2 separate regions of the Mus musculus genome follow, and region 1 is linked to region 2. A link is a contact called in public promoter capture Hi-C data. All regions are on one chromosome and are shown on one strand. Each heading gives the region's core, a stretch centred on a gene start, on an enhancer-like site or on the middle of the called end of the contact. The rest is flanking DNA. Distances are from core to core; before and after follow the strand shown. Region 1 holds the start of Smim10l1 (small integral membrane protein 10 like 1). Region 2 holds the start of Clec2d (C-type lectin domain family 2, member d).

Region 1 (5,917 bases), core at 1,196-3,695, 3.9 Mb before region 2:
TTTTTATCATGTGGCTCAGGCTGTCCTTGAACATATGGCAGTTCCAATTCAACTTCCAGAGTACTGGAAAAACTTCCGTGTGCTACTATGTCTGGCTCTCACTGGATCCTTCAGTTATCTTTGAATATCAGGAAATTTTTCTGAGAAGAGCTTGGAAACTAGCAATTTTCAAAGAAAGCCAGCAAAGGGAATTTTAAAACAGCATGCACTGTCTTAATATGTGCTCACAGGAACAAATAACAGAGACAATTCCATGCCAAGCCTGTAACAATATATATTCATCTACATGAGTTTAGAAAGGATACAATTACATTTATACGTAAGAAAAATCACAAGTAGAGATGAAAATCATTTCTAAGCTACAATAGGCAGAATACTTCCATATTAATATATATTAATATTATCAAGCAATAACAGCTGAGTGTTTGATTTAGATTTTAATCCAACAAGACTTTTGGTCATTTGATTGGTGGTAGACATAATTACCTGGGGAGCTTTTAAAAACAAAATATTTTAATTAGATTTTAATGGAAGAAAATCATATATATGATTTAGAAGAAATCACGTTAGATTAGTAACAAAAACAAACGAAGCCTCGCTTTTCCTGTACCTATCCCCATTTATTTTCTCTAGAAATAACCACTTTTAGCTTTTAGATGTTTCTGCATTAAGTTTCCTAATCATAGATTATGTTGCTTTTTATATATTGGACCTTTGTTTATTTTATTATTATTATTTTTGTAGTGCTGGGTATCAAACTTAAGAGTCTCATGAATGATAGGTCCACAAGATAAGTCTATATGATAAATCTACAACTTAACCAAATTTCCTGTCCTCAGGAATAGATCTTGATGTACTTTGCATCTTTATACATATATCTTTTTCAACTTCCAGCCTTCCAATGTTACATAACTATTTCTTGTTAAGTAAGAACTTATATTACAGGTACAGTACTATTCACATGAGGTATGACAGAATAATTTTTTATTATTTTATTTTTCTTGGGGTTTCTAATTACTTGTTTTAATTTCAAAACAAAATACAATTACTAATTCACTCCAGGCTTGGATAAAAACTCCAGCATACATTCACACACACACCAGATATTAGCTCCTTTTCAGTCACTGAGAAAATTCCATCTTTGGACATTTACTATTTAGGTCATGTGGTTTCCACCTCCATTTAGCAGTTAGAAACATGGCTGTCCATAATCAACGAAATCTCCTTTCTGTTCACAAATTACACGTTTTACGCTCTCACTCCACAAAGGGCATCACCATTCCATTTAGTTTCTTGTCCCTCCACTTGTCAAATGTATTTCCTCAAAAAAAAAAAAAAAAAAAGTTTGTAACATCTGCATTTTACTCTGTAACTAAAATTAAGCATTCTCATTCTCTTTAAAGTAGAAAGCCACATCTGGTCTATTTGCATTACTACCAGGGAATAGTCAATTCCTGTGAGGCAATTGGACTTTCTTTCCTTTGGAACCAACGTCTCTTTGAAAGGAACATCTTCACATAGTCCCACTATTTTTTTTCAAAATCTTGCTGGCATATTTGGGGAGTATATTTTCCTGTAGTCTGACTTTGACCCAGATTCAATATATCCTCTTGTGGGAGGAAGAGAGATGCAATGCTTTTTAAGTCACATTCTTGACATAACAGGCTTCTTATTCAATGTCTAGCTTACAGTCCAGTATTCTCAAAGATTAATTCAGAACGTAAGTTTGGTGTAAATCTGTGTTCTTGAAAATCTCAGCCTTCCTTTCTCATAATGCATCTTGTGCCCTTTGTCATATCCTAAGACTTGCCAGGAATTTACAGATGAGTGGTTCCTTGGATACTTCCTTGGATAGCTCCTCTGATGCTGGAACAACATCCTTGCTTAACCCAGCTAGCTTTCCCACCTCCAAATCCCTGATAGGAGAGGTTGGGAGCCGACTGCCTGTGCGCAAGCCAGCTCTCGCAAGATTGCACGTTCTTCTCGCGCTTCTTGAAGGTGCCGCGGGGCGACCTGGGAAGCGGCCATCTTGCGGTCCCGGGTGGCGGGGCAACGCAGACAAGGCTCTAAATGTGTACCTGCAGGCGGATGTTGAGGATCACGGAGCCCGCGATGTAGAAGTACGGGAAGTTCATGCGCAGCTGCCAGGCCAGCTCGAAGAAGGCGAGCAGGGTGCGGGACAGCCCCTTGCAGAAGACACCATACGGGGTGGCGGCCGCAGGGCCCACTGCCCTGAGCGCTAGGGCGGACGGGGCGTCGGCGGGACCCATGGCGTTGTCCCACCAGGCCGAGGGTCTCCGAAGCTCCGTGCAGTTCCCGAGCCAGATGAGCCGTGGCCGGGACGAAGCGGCCGCCGCTTTCGCCCCCACTGCCAGCGGCCGCCGCTCCCTCCGGGTGGCGCGGGGCGGCGTGGGCTCCGCCTCTTCCTGTCAGCTTCCCGAGGAAGGTTGGCTGCTGGCAGTTATGTAACTGCTAGGGACAGGGGATCTCCGTGCCGCTGTCCCTTTAAAGGGCAGAGCTCCGTGAGCTGATGTAATTTAGCCAACATTTAGTACACATTTTGCAAGGATCAAAGGTCGAGGAAAATAACTGTGTCTGCTCAATATTCATGTAACATTCACTGAGACAGTAGGACAAAGTGATCTATCACCTTATGTAAGTGTATACGGGCATAGAGTCTGCATTTGTAACACACCATAACTGAAAACGTCACCGTATTAGGTTATGCGTTTACCTGTGTATTAGGACTATTTATATTGCAAGTGACAAATCAAAAAAAAAAAAAAAAATTACCCACTTTTGTGGAGGGCATGTGTATGAACATATATATGGAGAGAGAGGCAAAGAGATGTGTTTCTACTTAATATAAACCCATTGAAAGTTAAGATTAGGTATAGATTCCAGCTTTTTGCATGCAATTGGATTAGTGAGAAACCTAAGGTAGACTCTTAAGGACCAAGATACTAATTTTTATGTTCATGTTTTTTGGTACCCTATAGAAATACCAGTCTCCATTATTCACATTTTATTTCTGGCATTTATGTAATGCACTTCCATTGTTTTTGTTTGTTTCAGTAATGCCCCAGTTTAGCCTCATTTACATATTATGCATGTATGTTAGTTTCTGAGCAGGACTTTCAGAATACAGTATACTTTTAAATGTCATTGTTAGATTTTCTCATATCTGACACTGACTTGCGTGTATGTGTTATATAGTTGAAGAATCCCCATGCTCTGAGAGTGTCAGCTTGAAAGGACACTTCAATTTCCCAAACTTCAAAGGACAGTCTATCCGAAAGTGAACTCCACTTTGCACTGCAGGAGGATTTCTGGTTAGATAAAAGGCAGCATTCCTTTAAGAACTTGTGTACTGTGTTCCTATCTGCCTAAAGGAGCATCTATTTCCCTTACCTCTGGCAAAAGGGACTGTGGTTCTCTTGTTAACATATACCTTTGGCCCCTGTCTAGTCATATCAAGATCCCTTGCCTCCAGGCTTCTTCAGTCCCCACTCAGTTATGTATTCCCAAGCCATGATGCCCATCTGCTGGCACTTCCCTCAGTCTAGCTACTCTTCTGTAACCAATGTTAGTCTCACCTCGCTTTCTCTATTCTCTATCCAGTTATTCTCCCCTCTCTCACAGATAGCCCTGGCCATAATCCAGTCTGCTGGCCATGTTTATTCTACTTTTTCTCTTTGCTCTAAACACTTCCAGTTGCCACTGGCTATTCACTTAAATCCTCAATAAAATCTTCCCATGCCATGGAGTAGTCAAGTCATCTGTTTATACATAGAGCATTTCTGTTTCTCAGCAAACTACATATAGGGCTGGTGCAAATAACAAGACATTGTGGAAGTTGGAAAACTTGAAGAAGAGTGCCCATTTATGCTTCTTTTCTGCTATTGTATCAATGCTAAACCAGTAGAGAAACGATTCCCCTAACCAAAGAATAGAGAAAAAAAGAGTATTTTAGGATGAGTGACCAACTCAGAAACACAATGTACATAGTTTTTCTGCACAGGAATAATTTATTATGAAATCGGAATCCATGGAGCTGGTCAACATTGACGTAAGTTAGTAAGAGCCTGGATCTCCCACTTAAAATAGCACAGAATCAGTCAACTCACATGCTTACACCACCTGACCCATCCCTAGCTTCCACTGGTTCTTGCCCTTGTTAATTCCATGAAAAGAACTGCCTTTTACTTTCAGGGAGTGGGGAATATAGCAGCCATGCACTAACTAGTTAAGTGGCCATAGTGAAGATTTACTCCTGTAGAAAATGATAAAGAAGAGTCTTTAAAAAGCTCCCAATCCCACTTTTTTCTCAAGAGAGATTGGAATCAGACACTTAAGAGGGCTGTGGTTTGCCTTCTATCCCTTGAACTTGATCCTTGATAGCCTATTTCACACCTGCTGCCAGGTAGGTGCATGTCAACAACTGATCAAATGTAGCAGATGATGAAAATAATTTCTCTAGATGGTAATTCTCTTGATTTTACCCAATCTTTTGTTTCCTTAACTTTGATTCTTCCTAAAGCTTGCTTTAAAATGGTTTGTTTAGCTGGATAATCATTTGAGAATGTTTAAGGTGAGCCACAATGGTTCTGTGTAGAACCATATTCCTAATTATTTATTTAAGAATTTACTAATTAAATCCACTAGGAAAGAAATCCATTCAGATTGAAAGGGTTGGGTTCTAGTGATTGAAGACCATAGACCAGGAAAAAAAAATATGAGGTGTCTGAATACCTCTATACTAATCATTTGTATATAGCATGACTATGTTATATACAGAAACAGTTTGATATTTAGTGGAAATTTCTGCAGCTGTTTAGTCAAATCCTTTGAAAGGAAAACGTTTTCAAGTGGATGCAAGTAATTAGATGCTGTAACAGCACTAGGCAATTTATGGGACTATACTATAAAATCAATTTTTTTGTAAATAACATTTGCTTCATAGTAAATGTCTAGCACCCTGTTATATTTTTGGAAAGAGTAACATCCTTCTGCCCTTTTGGTCACTTATTCATTCTGGGGATGAGCAATTTGAGTCATGCTTCACTAATGATGCAATGGAAAATTGCATGGTACTTGGCATGAGAGAAATCCTTGGTTAGCTAGCAAAACTATTGTGTAGAAAGAAATAAAAGCAAATAAATTTCTAAATCTACTTGTAAAAAGGTTCTAAGAGAGCAGGGTTTGGTTTTAGTTTTTAAAAATAAATAAATAAAAAGAAACAGAGTATCAGTGTGTTGCTTACTCCTATCACCTCAAAGCCTCACTATTGCTACATCCAATACCAAACATTCATTGCAAGCCATTTGGGGATTCATTTAATGTCCTAACTACAGCAAGGTCAAAGGGGTATTTTTAAAAAAATAAGTGTTGAATCTTTCATTGCCTGGAGGAAAACATGAATACCATATTTAATGTCTCGGTTTTACTATCCTGAGAGGATAATGGGAATGTATCAAACAACATTCTTACAGTTGTCTCACAGTAACTGAAAAATAAACAGTCCAAATACCCATAAGTACAGACAGATCAGTAGTTAGAGTGTAGCCTCACAATGGAACAGTATGGAGAAATGCAAGACAAATAATTAAGGCTTATTAAGATCTGGTTCTTCTTAGCAAGTTAGACGTTTAGCTAATGGGGAGGAGGAAATTAAAAATCTCAAGAGTAGAGAAGTGTTAACAATAGACATCAAAAGAAAATCACAAAATTTTAAGAAAATACTTTAAATGCCTAAACTCCACTAAGTTAACAATTAAAAAGAAATTAAAGAATTTCTAGATTCATATAAAGCAAGTTGAATCAAGAATAAACAGCATTGTAAATAGGCTAACAATGAACATGTAGATTGAAACAGTAAGTTTTCTGACTAAAACAAGCCCAGTTCAGATGGATTCAT
Region 2 (6,361 bases), core at 2,419-4,918:
TGGGCCTCTTGTGCCATGCAGAAGGCCTGGGCGAATGTCCAGTTACTTGGGTATTCAGAAAAATAAAAACATTTATTTTCAACTCCAATCCAGTTTTGCGGGCAAGCAGCATAGGTCTTGTTGACTGGGATCTGTTCTGTCTTTGTTGCTAAAATGTAGAGAATACAATGGATCATGGCAAGCAGGTCTTCTCTCGTTTTGGCACACCCTCCTGAGCTCAGCTGTGAGGTGTGAATCTGATGATAGCTTTCCTAACTGATCTGATGGGCCTTTAACTAAAGGCCTCCCACCGTGGGCCTGTGTCCCATTCTCTCTCAGGTGCTCACTGTCAGTAGGGCTCCCAGGAAGTGCACTTCTATAACACTATATCACTTCTATATCACTTTCTGAGCTTTTGGATGACCATTGACTACAGTAGGGATTGCTACAGCAGCAAGCACTCTGTAGGGACACCTACTGACACCCAGCCTGATAATTGAGATTGCTGTGAGAACTTTTGTGTAGGTAGTATATACGGTGCAGACACATTGCACTAAAGGATGACTTCAAATACTTAAGAGGACAGTGCAAGATTGTATTGCACTATTCTGATATTGTGGTACTAAAATCCTATAAATTTCTTACTTCAGAAACTTTCCATTTAATACTTTGAAAATTCAGTTTAGCCTGGTAACTAAACTAGGTCATGGTGGGAGGCACTGTATCTTCCTGGCCATATTACTCTTCCCTGTCCTCACCTTTGAGGTTCCTACTTTGAAATTTCCTCTCTTTATTCTCTGCCTTGAACAGTTCCCCAAGGAGATTTATGTCCCTGACATCTCAGTTGAGAGCTTATTGAATGTCATCTTCTCACAGATGCCAAGCCAAGACTCCTGTGTACACCACAGACTGTGTGTTCCTTCACTGCACCTTCCAGCTAGAACCTAAGTTCCCAGAGAACAGGAATTTCCAGTGTGATTTCTCCAGAGCCCTTCCCACAATGCCTGGGTCACAGTGGTCAGTAAGTATAACTGACCTTGTGAATGTGGACAAAGTGTCACATAATTTGGAGAATAAGTCACTTACCTGACAAAGCAACAGAAAGAGCAATTACAGCTACAGTGAGGACCATGATCACTCCATAGTAGCAGTAAAGCTTAGCACAAGACTCAGGGGAGATGGTTCCGTGCCTTTTTCCTTGGAGAATTTTACCTGAAAATATAAATATGAGAACACCAATCTCAAAAAACATTTAAAGAAAAAGAATTATCTGTAGATTTGGCTTGTATTCACCCATTGCAAACCCCTTCACAGAAGGTCCTGGTTTATAAATGATGTCTAATGCTCACAGAAGACTAGATGAAAGGGAAACATGGAGTCTTCCAGTCATTGAACAAAGGGCCAATGAAGAAACAAGAAACAGAAAGAGTGAAGATCAGGCTGAAAGCAAACAACATCCAAGCTATTCATAGATTTTGCTCCCTAAGAATAGACTGGCTAGGACTGAGAATAACACTGAGTGCCAAGGATGGGGACAGACTGGGATCAGCAGGAGGCTGCAGAGATGGCTGAGGAGTTAAGATCAATTGTTGCTCTTCTAGAGGACAGGAGTTAGCTCCTAAATCTCAGCTCCTAAAGGGGCACCTCATAACCACCTGTGTAACTCCTGCTCCAGTCAACGAGACAAACAGGTTGGTACACTTTTATATTTCCAGTGCTAGGGAGGCAGAAGCTGGAGTCAGGAGTACAAGACTAGCCTTGGCTACATTAGAAGTTTGAACTCAACCTGGACTATGTAAGGATCAGTCTCAGAGAACCTAGTCAGTAAATAAATTAATAAAGGCACATAAATGTAATAGAACACACTGACATAACTAATGGATAAAAATATGGGAGCATTTTAACAAGCTTACCAAAATCATGTGAAAAAAATAATATTAGTCTAAAATAACAAGAACTCTTAACAAGTTAGGAATTAAAGGAACACATTTATGGTTATTGGGCATTTCAAAAACTCAGAATGGTAATTTTATTTATTTAGAGTTCTACACCAGCATTTCTTATATGATATTAAGAGTAAGATTTACAGATAATCCTCTGTGTTTACACCAGTATAATTCTGATACTGTCTGTTTCCTTCTAATATGTAAACAGGAATTTTGCTGTATACACACAGATCTCCTTCTAAATTCGAATGTGTTCCATAGCACAATTTGAACATAACTTTCCTGTCTTTATTTAAAAGTAATGTTGGAAATGATCTCTCAAAAAACCCAAAGAAATGAAGTATTGCTGGCCTGGTTTTTAGCTTACTTAAAAACTGTTTCAATGATAAAACAAGCTACTGCTTCAAAGGAGTGAAGTTGTGTAATGCCTGCAGCTAGTTATACAACAGCTGCACTTGAGACAGGAGCTCCACATTCACAAGACAGGCTTCAAAATGCCTGCAGCTAGCTATGCAACAGCTGCACTTGAGACAGAAGCTCCACATTCTCAGGAAATGTTTCCAATGGCTAAATATTTGTGTATTTGATTTTAAAAAGTCAACCCTGCTGAGGCAGAGGGAGCAGGAGTTCCAGGCCAGCTTGGGGTAAAGTATGAGACTTTGCCAAAGAATCAATCAATCAATCAATCAGTCAGTCAGTCATCATCATCCTCAGTAATAATAATTTATTATAATTTATTATTATTATTATTATTATTATTATTTCAGAATACTTGGTTTAAGTGATAAACATTAGCATTTGTTGGGAATTTTGTATTTTGATAGATGTCAATCTTACTTTCTCAAAATTCAGTAGTCTTTCCACAAATTAAAAAAAAAAAAATTAATGTGAAGAAACAGGAATGAGGGGGAAAAGGAAAATAAAGGAACACAATATAATGGAGCATAGACAGTTTGAAACACAAGAAACACAATTTTGCTTCCTTTCTGAAGAATTAAGTAGGAAACCCCATTATATTCTTTTTCTGTAACTTATCAAGAGCTCAAAACAGAAAGGATTTGGTCCTGAGTAGGTTCAGCGCCCCCCACCCCCACCCCACCCCAAGCCACCCCCTTACAATTCTATTTTAATTACAATGGATCTGCAAAACACAAGCTCCAAGCTTCCCAGGCAACTTCTGCCACTATGCACATTGCAAAGCTGTTGTCTGAGTTTCCTTCACTCAGGGACTTAAAGCAAACGTTTACTACAGCAATTTGATGTAATCCACCAGACTGTAACTTACCAGATCCCTGGGAAGAGTGGACTAGCAAGCTAAGTACAAAGCGAGAACGCTGTGGCTACAGCTCTGGCAGTTAGAAGGTGACTCGCTGCTCATTTCTCTTGCCTGAGAACTATTCGAGTATTGTATGCTCCGATAGAATAACTAATGTAACAACCTCATAGCTAATCCCGACTGCATTCTCCTGCTCTGCAGACCCACAGTGACGGGCTCACAGACGCCCTTCTGTTCTTAATCTTTTGTTCAAGGTTCAACTCTTTTGCCTTCCTGCCCTGTTTGAAACTCCTCTCTGCCCCTCCCATTGGTTCAAATACTATTGAATACTTACCCACTTCTACCTCCTGCGGGCTGCCTGTGGGACTAAGCATAGGTAGGGAAGCCTTTGTGACACACATCTCAGAGCTGAGGAGCTGAGTTTCCACTACAGGATTGAAACTTGAAAGCTGAGAGGCACAAATACGTGGGGAGGTTTCAGTATTTAGCTAATCCTGTAGCTCCTCCTTTCTGTACATACACACACGCTTGGTTGGCTCAGGGCCTAACAAAATCTCATTGGGAAACGCATTTCAAGGTCAGGAGCCACACTGGCGCCATCTGGAGACTGACTTTCCTGTTTGCTTCTGGTTTACTTTGTGTTTCGTTTCTCTTTCAGCACACTCTGATTTAGAAACATAATTCAAGCTGACCTTACTGAGGTCACAGGGATTTTCTTTTTTTTTTTTTTTTAATATTTTTTATTAGGTATTTTCCTCATTTACATTTCCAATGCTATTCCAAAAGTCCCCCATACCCTCCCCCCCCCACTCCCCTGCCCACCCATTCCCACTTTTGGCCCTGGCGTTCTCCTGTACTGGGGCATATAAAGTTTGCAAGTCCAATGGGCCTCTCTTTACAGTGATGGCCGACTAGGCCATCTTTTGATACATATGCAGCTAGAGTCAAGAGCTCTGGGGTACTGGTTAGTTCATAATGATGTTCCACCTATAGGGTTGCAGATCCCTTTAGCTCCCTGGGTACTTTCTCTAGCTCCTTCATTGGGGACTTTGTGCTCTGTCCAATGAATGACTGTGAGCATCTACTTCTGTATCTGCCAGGCACTGACAAAGGCCCTCAGGAGACAGCTATAGCAGGCTCTTGTTGGCATCTGCCTAGTGTCTGGGTTTGGTGGTTGTTTATGGAATGGATCCCCAAGTGGGGCAGTCTCTGGCAGTCTCTTCCTTCAGGCTCTGCTCCAAACTTTGTCTCTGTAACTCCTTCCATGGGTATTTTGTTCCCCCTTCTAAAAAGGATTCTGAGCTTCTGGGCTAATGTCCACTTACCAGTGAGTGCATATCATGTGTGTTCTTTCCTGATTGGGTTACCTTACTCAAGATGATATCCTCCAGATCCATCCATTTGTCTAAGAATTTCATGAATTCATTGTTTTTAACAGCTTTGAACCTCTTACCCTTTCTTATCACAGGCCTGCAACAGTTCTGGGAAACAGAGAACCCTGGGGAGATCAAAAAAACCAAACAGATTTTACTGCGTAATAAATATTTATATCCAATAGTCACATTCAACTATTTGAAACACTGGAGAGTTACCCATTTGGCCCATTAAAAAACTACTTTATTTCTTGAGCGGGGCATATCTATGCCACAGCATATGTGTAGGAGTCTGTCCTCTCCTGCTGCCCTGTTCTCCTGTGATCCAGGCCAGATGGTCAGGATTATGTGGCAAGAGCTTTTAAGCCCTGAGTCCATCTCCTTTGAAAAAATACAACTGTAACTTACTTATTAATTTGTCTTGGTTAAAGTTTTGAAAGAAAGCTGTCAACTCTTTTTTTTATTACATATTTTCCTCAATTATATTTCCAATGCTAGCCCAAAAGTCCCCCACACCCTGCCCCCCACTTTCCTACCCACCCATTCCCATTTTTTTGGCCCTGGCATTCCCCTGTACTGGGGCATATAAAGTTTGCGTGTCCAATGGGCCTCTCTTTCCAGTGATGGCCGACCAGGCCATCTTTTGATACATATGCAGCTAGAGTCAAGAGCTCCGGGGTACTGGTTAGTTCATAATGTTGCACCTACAGGGTTGCAGATCTCTTTAGCTCCTTGGATACTTTCTCTAGCTCCTCCATTGGGGGCCCTGTGATCCATCCAATAGCTGACTGAGAGCATCCACTTATGTGTTTGCTAGGCCCCGGCCTAGTCTCACAAGAGACAGCTATATCAGGTTCCTTGCAGCAAACGCTTGCTGGTGTATGCAATGCTGTCATTGTTTGGAGGCTAATTATGGGATGGATCCCTGGATATGGCAGTCTCTAGATGGTCCATCCTTTTCTCTCAGCTCCAAACTTTGTCTCTGTAATCCTTCCATTGATGATTGTTTCCAATTCTAAGAAGGGGCAAAGTGTCCACACTTTGGTCTTCGTTCTTCTTCAGTTTCATGTGTTTTGCAAATTGTATCTTATATCTTGGGTATCCTAAGTTTCTGGGCTAATATCCACTTATCAGTGAGTACATATCATTTGAGTTCTTTTGTGATTGTGTTACCTCACCAGCTGCTGTCAACTCTTTAACGTATGCAAATATAGGAGTATTTCTTTATAAAATATTAGCACTTTTTCAACTTCTGAGTAGAAACTACTTTTTCAAAACTAGGACTTCCTAGATCAGCAATTAGAATTCCCCTGGGTTCTGTTCCTGGGAACCACACTGTGTAGCTCATAACTGCCTATAACTCCAGCTGCAGAGGACGTGTTGCCTCTGCTGTCTGAAGGCACCCACATACACATAAATCTGAAAGAAAGAAAGAAAGAAGAAAGAAAGGAAGGAAGGAAGGAAGGAAGGAAGGAAGGAAGGAAGAAAGAAAGAAAGAAAGAAAGAAAGAAAGAAAAGAAAGAAAGAAAGAAAGAAAGAAAGAAGAGAGGGAAGGAGTAAGGAAGGGAGGGAAGGAAGGGGAGGGGAGGGGAGGAGAGGAGAGGGGAGGAGAGAGAGAGAAAGAAAAGGAGGGAGGGAGGGAGAAAGAGGAAAAAGTGGAAGGGGAAGAGAGAAAGAGAATACCTGGCATAAGTTAATTCATCTTGGAAGCATGTTCAATATCTTGTCCTCAGAAGAAAGATATTGTTCTCTGTAGTTTTAAAGACAGATTCTCACTGAATCCGGAG

Evidence for each region. Promoter capture Hi-C pulls out the DNA fragments that hold promoters and counts their contacts.
Region 1: a contact with region 2 is called in a promoter capture Hi-C map of hippocampal neurons, with 4 times the contacts expected there. The contact joins the promoter of Smim10l1 here to the promoter of Clec2d in region 2. A contact is called at or near these places in 2 of 39 promoter capture datasets (cranial neural crest and hippocampal neurons).

Annotation. Positions count from the first base shown.
Region 1 is chr6:133,101,767-133,107,683 of GRCm38.p6, reverse strand. It overlaps Smim10l1 (small integral membrane protein 10 like 1), which reads right to left and starts at 2,445. Exons shown (of 3, transcript NM_001271583.1): 1 at 2,079-2,445. The coding sequence starts at 2,270.
Region 2 is chr6:129,177,922-129,184,282 of GRCm38.p6, reverse strand. It overlaps Clec2d (C-type lectin domain family 2, member d), which reads right to left and starts at 3,668. Exons shown (of 5, transcript NM_053109.3): 1 at 3,536-3,668; 2 at 1,066-1,191; 3 at 1-148. The coding sequence starts at 3,602.